Linked DNA regions of Zea mays: region 2 is linked to region 1. Evidence: chromatin contacts called from public Hi-C data. All regions are on one chromosome and are shown on one strand. The core of a region is the stretch at or near the end of the contact, and the rest is flanking DNA. Distances in the headings are between cores, read along the strand shown.

What was found. A called contact is a pair of places that touch in the nucleus more often than the background predicts.
Region 2: a contact with region 1 is called in a Hi-C map of ear, with 2.2 times the contacts expected there. The contact joins the promoter of LOC100193590 here to the promoter of LOC100282745 in region 1. A contact is called at or near these places in 2 of 25 Hi-C or Micro-C datasets (ear and tassel).

What each region holds. Positions count from the first base shown.
Region 1 is chr3:222,993,586-222,998,600 of Zm-B73-REFERENCE-NAM-5.0, forward strand. LOC100282745 reads right to left here and starts at 2,136. Exons shown (of 10, transcript NM_001155651.2): 1 at 1,884-2,136; 2 at 296-365; 3 at 68-192. The coding sequence starts at 2,046.
Region 2 is chr3:223,156,238-223,161,252 of Zm-B73-REFERENCE-NAM-5.0, forward strand. It overlaps LOC100193590, which reads right to left and starts at 2,901. Exons shown (of 3, transcript NM_001138696.2): 1 at 2,519-2,901; 2 at 2,186-2,281; 3 at 307-865. The coding sequence starts at 2,632. The coding sequence ends at 578.

The sequences.
Region 1 (5,015 bases), core at 886-3,385:
ATTGCATACCCAAGACCCCAACATCACCACCAGATACACACACACTGCTGAAGTTAATTTTTCTCACCAGCGATGCGCTCATCACATTCCTTCAATAGACGAGCAAACCTTGAATCGCCTGATGCATAAGAAGAACCCAACTCAAGAGCAGCCTTTGCAGTTTGGTATTCTTCAAGCTTAATGCATGCAGCACTGCAAACAAGAAATAACTTAGTACATAGATAAAAATGTAGCAGAGGGGTTATGGGAGTGTTCATGTATAACTTTTATTGAAAAAATGAAGAGTGCCACTAACCCTTTCCGGTAGTAAGCTTTATGCATCATAGGATCAAGCTCAATTGCTTTGTTAGCATCCGCCACAGCCTCTGGAAGTTTAGTTGATTCCATTAGTGCAATACATTTATTGTGTTTAAAACCAAATATGCAAGCCAATGATGGTAGCATGAATAACGCTACAAACTGAAAAGAAACTTCATGTGCAGTTTATTGTTACACAAACGAAGAAAGTTGCAATGACAACACCATGTAGTTTATTATTTTAGTAATTTGGTTGCAATGATTCACATGTAATCGAAGCCAAACTTTACACATAATTTCTTATAACAGCCACACCATTCCTACTGATTCAGATGTAACAAGAGCCAGACTTTGCATTCCATTTCTTATTGCAAAAAAAATACTGCAACAACAGCAAATCAACATGTGGTTTCTTATTTTGGAAACTGCTGATATGTATGTACAGTTAGGACGAGGGGAGAAGTAGAATAGTGCTACACAGCTATATAAACATATCTAAAAGGCTAAAACAGTAGGTGATTTTGTCAATTTAGCTGCAAAATGTGGTCAAAATGAGCTACTAATCTGCACTATAATGGTATAACCTACAGAGAGATACAACAAATGATATAGCCCCATACTAGGACCACAGATACTAATATAATCTAAATCATTCCAAATCATCATCACAATTTCTTCAACATGCTGCTGAAAACCCTCAATCCACCAATGAGTTGCTTCACATCTATACACACATTCCATCTGAAACTCTTAGAGCAACAGGAAAAAAGCATAGCAATGAAACAAAGAAATTAGGACTACCACATTACAAACCACAGAAATGAAATGAAACTGGTAAGAAACTTGAGGCATACCTAAAAAATGCACAGCACCATGACAGTAGCAAACTAGGGACATACCTTACAACACACATCGCGACATGGCAGTTAGGGAACTTGAGATAAACCGTATCATGCACAGCCATTTGCTATTTTGTCACTCTCAGTTGTGGGCTTCTCTATTTTACCATCAGACCCACAAATCATAGACACAAATGGTCCCACAAGTCATAGACATAGGGTGACATAATAGCAGAGAGTCCACATGAGAGTGACAAAATAGCAATTTTTTCCAGCACACCAGAGACAAGTAGAGCACTAGGAATATACCTTGCAAAAACACAAATCAAAGCTATATCCCAAATGTCATATATAGCCCTGGACATTTCAGGTAATCTGAATCGTACTCTACAGTCCACACAACATCCAACAATGAGCTCTACTCTGGCTAACCATATTCTCAACTCTACTCGGCCATTGTCTTTCAGTCTCTCCATTTCAGAAACCCCAATCATCTAGTGCCCTCTTTGAAATTCCAATCGGGTGATTCATCGCCAAGTCTACACCAAAGGCCGACGTTGACCTCCCACACCCTACCCTAGAATCCCCGCGAGTTCGCTCATCACAACAAAACAGCGAATCAAACAAGCCTTCTAAAAACCGGGCGGCGCTATACCAGACCCTCGTGGCGCACAAGCAATAAAATTGAACCCTATCGGAGTAGTAGGAGAGAACAAGGATGGGGTGGGGGGAAAGCACTGCCCGTACCAGTGTAGTTGCCGAGCTTGATGTGCGCCTGGGCGCGGTCGGCATAGAGGTCGGCGGTGGCGGGCCCGGCGTCGATGGCCTGGCTGTAGAGCTCGGTGGCCAGCTCGAAGTCGTCGTCGACGAAGGCCTCCTTGGCCTTGCTCTCCAGATCCGACGCGGCCATGGCGCCCCTTCCGGTTTTGGGCGTCTGCGCCTCTGCGGGCGACGACCAGACGATGACTTGGGCGAGAGCGAACAGAATAATCGAATCCTCAGGCCGGGAGATCTGACGGCTTGACGGATGAACAGATAACGTATTTGTAATGACGGCGTCGCAACTCGCAATTTCACGATCCGCCCTTCCGTCAGCTTGTAGAAGATCCGTCTTCTTCACGTAACGTAACGGCGCAATCACAACACAAACTTCGCGAAAAAGTAACAAAACTCTCTCCTTATTATTTATGCTAGCCGGTTGCCCATACTTTACTACGGTTGTTATATATTCCCTCCATTCTATAATATAAATTGTAACCACTTTTTGTTCTTGTCCCACAATATAAGATATGATCTCTCTATACATACGTACATCAATGTAGTGATATAGAGAGAATTAAATATATTTCTTAGTTTTCGAACCAGAGATGGTTACATCTTATATACTGGGACAGAGGGAATATCATATAAATAGGTATTAAGATATTTATTCAAATATAATTATTATTTACTTCTAAACACTAAGGTATGTGTGGTCTCGTGGTTAGCTCCAAATTACTAAATCAAGGGTACGTGTGTTCGAGTGCTTGTTTTGCACTATTTTTTGCGTGATGTGGTGGGTGGGCCTGGAGTGTCAGCGTGAAGGATGAAGCCGTCACCAGGTGCATTAGGTTCTTACTAGTCGGTTGCTCGTGTATTGCGACGGCTCACAATAATACCCACATAAACTATCCACCTTATTGATTGTCTTCGCTCTCCGCGTAATATTTTTTATGAACATGCGGGTACCATAGGCAGCAAATCAGAGACCCTATCTCTCGCCTCCCCACTTCCAAGGTTTCATAGAGCGGGAAGGGAAGGGAAGAGGCGGGCATACCTGTTCGTTGCCGGAGAAGGACACGACGAAGACTTGGACATTGGAGGTGACATAGGTAGTATACTGCTAGATACATATAGGGAGAGAGCAGGCAAAAGGAGAAATAAGTTCAGCCAGGGCAGCTCCAGACCGAGAGGCACCTGCACCAGGCGTCAGTCCGAGAAGGGCGAAAGAATACGAGTGCCTTTCCAGCCCTGGAACCGTCGAGGTGACACAACACCACCATCAACTCCGTAGCATATGCCGACTGCTGTCGCGCTACGAGCCTTGATTGTCCAATATCTTAGACCTGGACTCCTCATCGCCAAGATAACCTAAGCGTGGCAGGCGCCACCGTGTCCTCTTCGACGACACGCACGGAGAAAGGCCAGGAGCAAGACCGAATCGCCTCATACCCACGTCGACGAGCGTCGGTCGGCTCGCAGCTGCGGGCGTGGACGGGGCAGCAGGTTGGCGAGGAAGAACAGGGTGAAGGCGGGAAGACAAACGGGACGTCCGACGACGGTGAAAACGATGGTGCGTGCATGTTGTGAAACGTCCTCGTGGACGTGCAATAGCCACTGAGCGGGTCAATGTCGAAGCTGGTGTCGGACGAATACGGGAAGTAGGCGCCTGCTCCCACGCCCTTTGCCGAGAATGGAGTGACGCGGAGGTGGAGGTATAAGGGGATAGAGAAAAGAAACAGAATAGCGAATGAGGTGGCGGCAACTAAGACGAGGACCAATATTATTGTGCAGAGGTATAGATGGTTAAATGAGTCGTGTCTGGCAGGTCGTCCCGAGTCACGACTCATTTAATAGTATCTAGGTCAGCCTGGCACGAGCGTCGTGCGATGCTTGGGCTGTAGCCTCGGCCCGTAGTGCTGACTCGACCTGATACGATTATTTTTTATTTTACAAAAAAATCGTATATACATGTGTACAATTTATATTTCTATATTATATTTAAAGCACTAGTTTCAACGGTCGTCCTGCGTCATCTACAAATAACCCCTAACAGCTATTTCAAATTAATCTGTTGCACGCCTATAGATGGCCAAACGGTGACCCAGCACGGACCAGACGCCCGCAAGTGTGTCGTTAGCCCGTCGACCTATTTAATTAAATCGGCGTAAAATGTTAAAAACAGTGAAGGAGGTGAGGTTCGAACTCATGCCCTGATGAAAGAAGGTCAGAAGACACTGGGTGAAGCTATCTAACCAGTAAAACATTATGCTCAGATGTTTTTAATATTGAATATAAATTATATATATGTATATACGTTTTTTTGTAAAATAAAAAATATATAATCGTGTCGGGCCGGGCCAGCACTACGGACCGAGGCTACAACCCAAGTACAGCACGATGTTCTTGGCTCTTGCAAACATTAGATCGTTTCTGAGACCACATTGGCGCAATAGACACCATTGTGTTTGAGGTTGTTGAATTGGATGGAGAAACAATGATTTGTCACACTAACAGTAAAATGAAAGGTTATTTGTTTGTTTTAAACGTCAGTAAGCACTACGAAGTAGCATAATTTATATGGAGCACATCTAGTTTTTATTGATGCCTGACTTTAGCAATCACTTCATATTTTGATCTATCTTTTTTATAAGGTTGAGTTCACGTGACTTATTTTAGAAACTTGAGCTCACAAACTTTCTCTTATTTGGTCTCTGTATGGTGGAATTGTCATTTTATAATCTCTGTTCGTTCAATCAGTCGTTGTCAACTCTGTTCTAATCGCTCACTTCATTGGGTGTGTTGTACCAAGACATATTGCATGGAATAAACAATAATATCAGTTAGCCAAATCAAAAAATATTATACAGAGAGCGGAGACAATCAATAAAAAATCTTAAAATTGTTTTGGTGGATAGTTTACGTGGGTATTGTTGTAAGCCGTCGCAACGCACGGGCAACCGACTAGTATACTTAAAGCACCAGTTTCAACGGTCGTCCCACCTCATCTTTTACAAATAACCTCTCACAGCTATTTCAAATTAATCTGTTGCACGCCTATAGATGGCTAAATTAGGCCCGGCACAGGCCAGACGCCCGCGGGCCACAGCTCTGGCCCAG
Region 2 (5,015 bases), core at 1,651-4,150, 160 kb after region 1:
AAAAGGACACTGTAAAACTATGTTTCAAGAAGTGTACCGCAAATACTTTGTATCATAAACATTCTTACTTTTTTCAAGATTTTGGACAATTTAATATTTTGCAACTTAAGACAACCCTAGAAATTAATTTAACTTGGATGAGGAGCATGTCTACGAAACGAACTTAGGGGGTGTTTAGTTTATAGGGACTAATGTTTAGTCCCTACATTTTATTTCATTTTAGTCTATAAATTGCTAAATATAGAAATTAAAATAAAGTTTTAGTTACTATATTTGGTAATTTTGGAACTAAAATGGAATAAAATGTAGGGACTAAAAATTAATCTATAGAAACCAAACACTCCTTTAGTACATGCATTGTACACATTTTTATAGTCTTGATTCTCAGATGTTCATGCACATACATCTCCCTGACGATATTTTACTAAACGCCAACGCAATCATAACTTCTTACATACAACTGACAGCTCTACGCGAGCGAGCGCACGCAAACCACTAGTTCTTCTTTTCAAGTAGAAAAAGAGTTGGAGATCCGCGAAAACAGCAGGGCAAGGCAGAGCTCATAGCCGCCCCCCACTCATACACCCTTAGAGCCAGGGAGGTCGATCCACTGAAGCTGGAGCTCTATTTCCCCGCTCTCTACGTTCCTCAGCCGTACAACCATGTCTTGCTTCACCTTCCCCTCCGATATATATATCGAGCTCTCCTCGGCTAGGCAGTTCTGTCTGTTGGGCACCAGTTTCTTTACCACGGTTCTGTCGGCAACGTCCTGGAGTTTCATCTTCACAATCTCGACTAATGGGCGGATGTCCACCTCTGCATTACCCATTGTATCATCGACGAAAGTGTCCTTGTCAAAAACTTCCTGAAAATGAGAAAGAGTTACTTGTCAATATGAGTAGGGCTGGACGAAATGCTCGTGGCTTGTCGGCTCGCTCGGTTCGTAGTCATCTCGGCTCGACTCGGATCAGCTCGTTTCAATTTTTTCACGAACTAAGCTGGTACCATAGCTCGGTTCGTTAACGAGCGAGCTCGCGAGCTAAACGAGCTATCACATTTAAGCAAAACAAAACTATATGCATATTATTTACGTAACAATTAATGAACATGTTATATATGTACGTGTGGTGTCTATGGCCTATGAGTTAAACTAATGATTGATGAACTGTATCTGTGTGTTAAATTGGTGTATGTGAATATAAGTGCGGGTTAAACTGCTGAACATGTGTGTGAATAGTGAATTAAATATCGATAAGTTGTGTTAATTTGGTATAACATTGATGTGGTCTGTGAAACTATGAGTATAATTAATATTTTCTATTATTAAATTAGTTTGAAATTAACTATAAATTGATTATTATATACATATTATTTTTTCTGCTCTGGCTCGCGAGCTAAAGAGTCGAGCCGAGTTGACTCTGTGACTCGTTATCTTAACGAGCCGAGTCGAGCCAGCTCAGCTCAGCCCTAAATATGAGAGCGTTTCTCTGTGTATGGGAGTTGGAAAATGAAGTCGCCGCGTGTAGCTAGTTGGCACATCTTCTGCAAGGACTTGGAATCAGTGTTTCAACTACGAATGTTCAAGCTAGATCAGCTATTTTCTAGCTAGCTCGAGTTTGCACCTCAGCCCTCCTATCGAAGTTTGTCAGAGACAAATTATATTTCCCTTGAGACTCAAATATCAAAACCACATACAGGGAGCCTCAGGTCAGTAAATAATACACACAACCTAAGAAGCTTATAAACATGGTTTAGTTCGAACTTTATTTAGCTGGCATAGGCAAACTACAAGTATGCATAGATTCAATTGATCAGTTACATGTAAGAATAGACGAAGTTGATTTCCATAATACATAAATTATTCAGTAAGATTCGGCAAAAAGATAAAAGGCAAATAATTACTCCCTTCCAAGTAGTAGTAGTGACTTCAGGCCGAGTTAGCATATGAAATTACTACTAGTATATGAGGAGACACCTGATTGTCCTGTCCCACTGTAGGAAATATTGGTAAGGAATGCTCCGTGCGCATACCGAGGAAGCCCGGTAATAAATTAATACTAGCAGTAAAGTGTTTTTCCTTTCTCGCTTTTTGCTCAGAATATTTGTAGACGTTGGAAAGGGTAGGGTGATAAGAACCCAGACAAGCGATTTGGGAAAGGAGAGACGGATGGAAGCGAACGCATACCAGTCTAATAGGAACAGCAGGGTCTTCGATAGAGAGGGTGAGTTCGTCGTCCCATTCCGGATTGACACTCTTCTTTACCACCCGTGTCTTCAATTTCTGTGGAATGTTGCAAAAAAAAAAATCACGGTTAGCCGGCGCACCCACGCGTGGTGAAGTGAAGGGGGGTACTCTGTTTAAAATAAAATCCAAATAACCGGCATGTTGGTCGTCGCCTCTACTTACCGTAGACTCGGGGATCGATTGGATTCGACAGATCCCTTGAGGGGCATGATCCGCCAGTGAATCTAGGCAACCTCAGTTACTCGGTAGAAGAGGAGGGGAGGAGGAGCGGACCTGTTTGCCGATGCGAACGACGACGTAGGGATCGCTGGATCGGAGGTCGCGGACGGCGAGGTTCACCCCCCTCACCACGCGCAGCTTCAGCAGTCCGACGAGATGGTCCAGCATGGTGATTTTTCCCTCTTCTTCACCACTGAGTTCTCTCTTCACCGCAGCCGCAGGTCTTCTCGGTTGTTTCTCGATGGATTTCTACAGTATATATTTTTGTTCTATCTATAAAGCGCTCTGGTTCAATTGAACTAGCTGCCGTTGCGCTGGCCAAGTCAGAAGAGGAGACGCCGTATCTCTACTGCCTTGCCGTAGTGGTTGTCGTCCGGCAGCCCCCAGTTGATTTCTTCTTCTTCTCCCACCCCTCCTCCTGCACTACACGTTTTTACACCTCCTTTTTTCGGTAAAGGAAGCTTTATATTAAATGTTACCAAGAGCGATACATCAAGAGGATACATAGTCTTGGTACACAAACTTCCGGCATCTGCCTAATGCACATAGTCAAACTAAAAAAACAAACACACATAAACGCAGCAACTTTTCCAGTCTAGCAACAGTCAATCCAAAGACTAGATCGTCACCCATGCACCCGGGAAAAAAAGACCGTGGTCGTTCGCACCAAGAGTCGCGAACCCTCCACAACCAACGGTCGCAGCTCCTCTCGCTGAAGGATGGCCCAACTTGATAGCTTCTGTGACGCCAAATGGATAACCTGCAAAGGAGCACACAAGATTTTTTTTCTAAAAAACTAAGTCATTTCTACAGATCCAGAGCGCCCAGCACAGCACCGCCGCTCCAAGTAGAAGCAATGGTTTCAGCACACTATTAAAACCTTGAAGCCAATCCCCAAACATATGGTCTATATTTTGTGGTCGGTTGATTCCGGTGGCCATCAGAAACACGCTCCAGACTGATCGAGCAAGCCGGCAATCAAAGAAGAGGTGTTGAATGTCTCTTCCTTGTGACAAGAGGCGCATGACAAACTACCTTGCCAGTTTCGTTTAGCCAAATTGTCTTTTGTGAGGATTACGCCCTTACGCAAATACCATAGAAAAATTTTAAATTTCAGGGGGGCCTTTAGCTTCCAAAGCTCTTTATTAACATTAGGGATATTTCTGAGCATCAAAGCAACGTAGTGCGATTTAACCGAAAATCTACCATTCATGGAAAGGGTCCAGCGAAAGGTGTCCTGTTCGTGGGACAGCTCCACACCTTGTATGCGTGACAAAAGAGAAAGCCAATCGATCAAATTGGCTCCAAATAACTGTCTCCGCCAGGAAAAGTTCGGAGGCGAAACGCTCAAGGCTTCTGATATTGAAATGAATTTTTTCCTCGCAATGTTATACAGGGCTGGATATTGGTCTTTTAAAGAGGACCCATCCAACCAGGCATCCTCCCAGAACCTCACTTGAGAGCCATCCTTTATGAGGAATGAGCCAAAACGGAGGAAGGTTAGCTTTACTTTCATTAAGCCTGACCAAAAATGGGAGTCACCAAGTTTCCACTGCACATGAGACAAAGGTTTTGAGCCAACATATTTATTACGCAGTAATTGTTGCCACATTCCATCTGAGGTGAGTAGCTTGTACAGCCATTTACTGAGAAGGGTTGTATTCATCATATTCAGATCCAAGATACCAAGGCCCCCTTGATCCTGAGGTTGACATAGAATGTTCCATTTAGCAAGTCTATATTTCCTTTTGTTTTCATTCCCCTGCCAAAAGAACCTCGATCGAAAATAGTCTAACTTCTTAAGGATCCCTTTAGGTAGGGAGAAGAAGGACATCATATACATCGGTAGGCTACTAAGCACTGACTTAATCAAAGTCAGGCGTCCTCCGATAGACAAGTGCTTCCCTTTCCAACTGCTAAGTCTCTTCTCAAAGCGCTCTTCGACTTTAGCCCAGTCTCTATTTTTCAGCTTTCGGAAGTGGATTGGAATACCAAGGTAATTGATGGGGAGGTTACCCGGTTTACATCCAAAGAGTTCTGTATAAAGTTCTAAATTCTCCTGGGCAGCCCCAAAACAAAACACTTCACTCTTATGGAAGTTGATCTTTAGGCCTGAAACTTGTTCAAATGCAAATAGAAGAAGCTTCATATTGCACGCTTTGTCCGCATCATGATCCATAAAGAGTATAGTATCATCTGCGTATTGGAGAATTGAGAGCCCGCCATCAACAAGGTGAGGGATCATTCCCACAACCTGCTCATCCGTTTTGGCCCTACTAATGAACACTTGTAGCATGTCTGCCATAATATTGAACAAGAGGGGAGATAAAGGATCCCCTTGTCGGAGTCCTTTTTTGTTTGAAAGAAATCTCCGATATCGTCATTAACATTCACCGCTACACTTCCTCCCGAAATGAAGGTCTTAATCCAAGATATCCATTTGGACGAGAAACCCTTCATCCTGAGAGTTTGATATAAAAAAGGCCACCTCACCTTATCATAGGCTTTCTCAAAGTCAAGCTTAAGGATTACACCACTGAGTTTTTTCCGA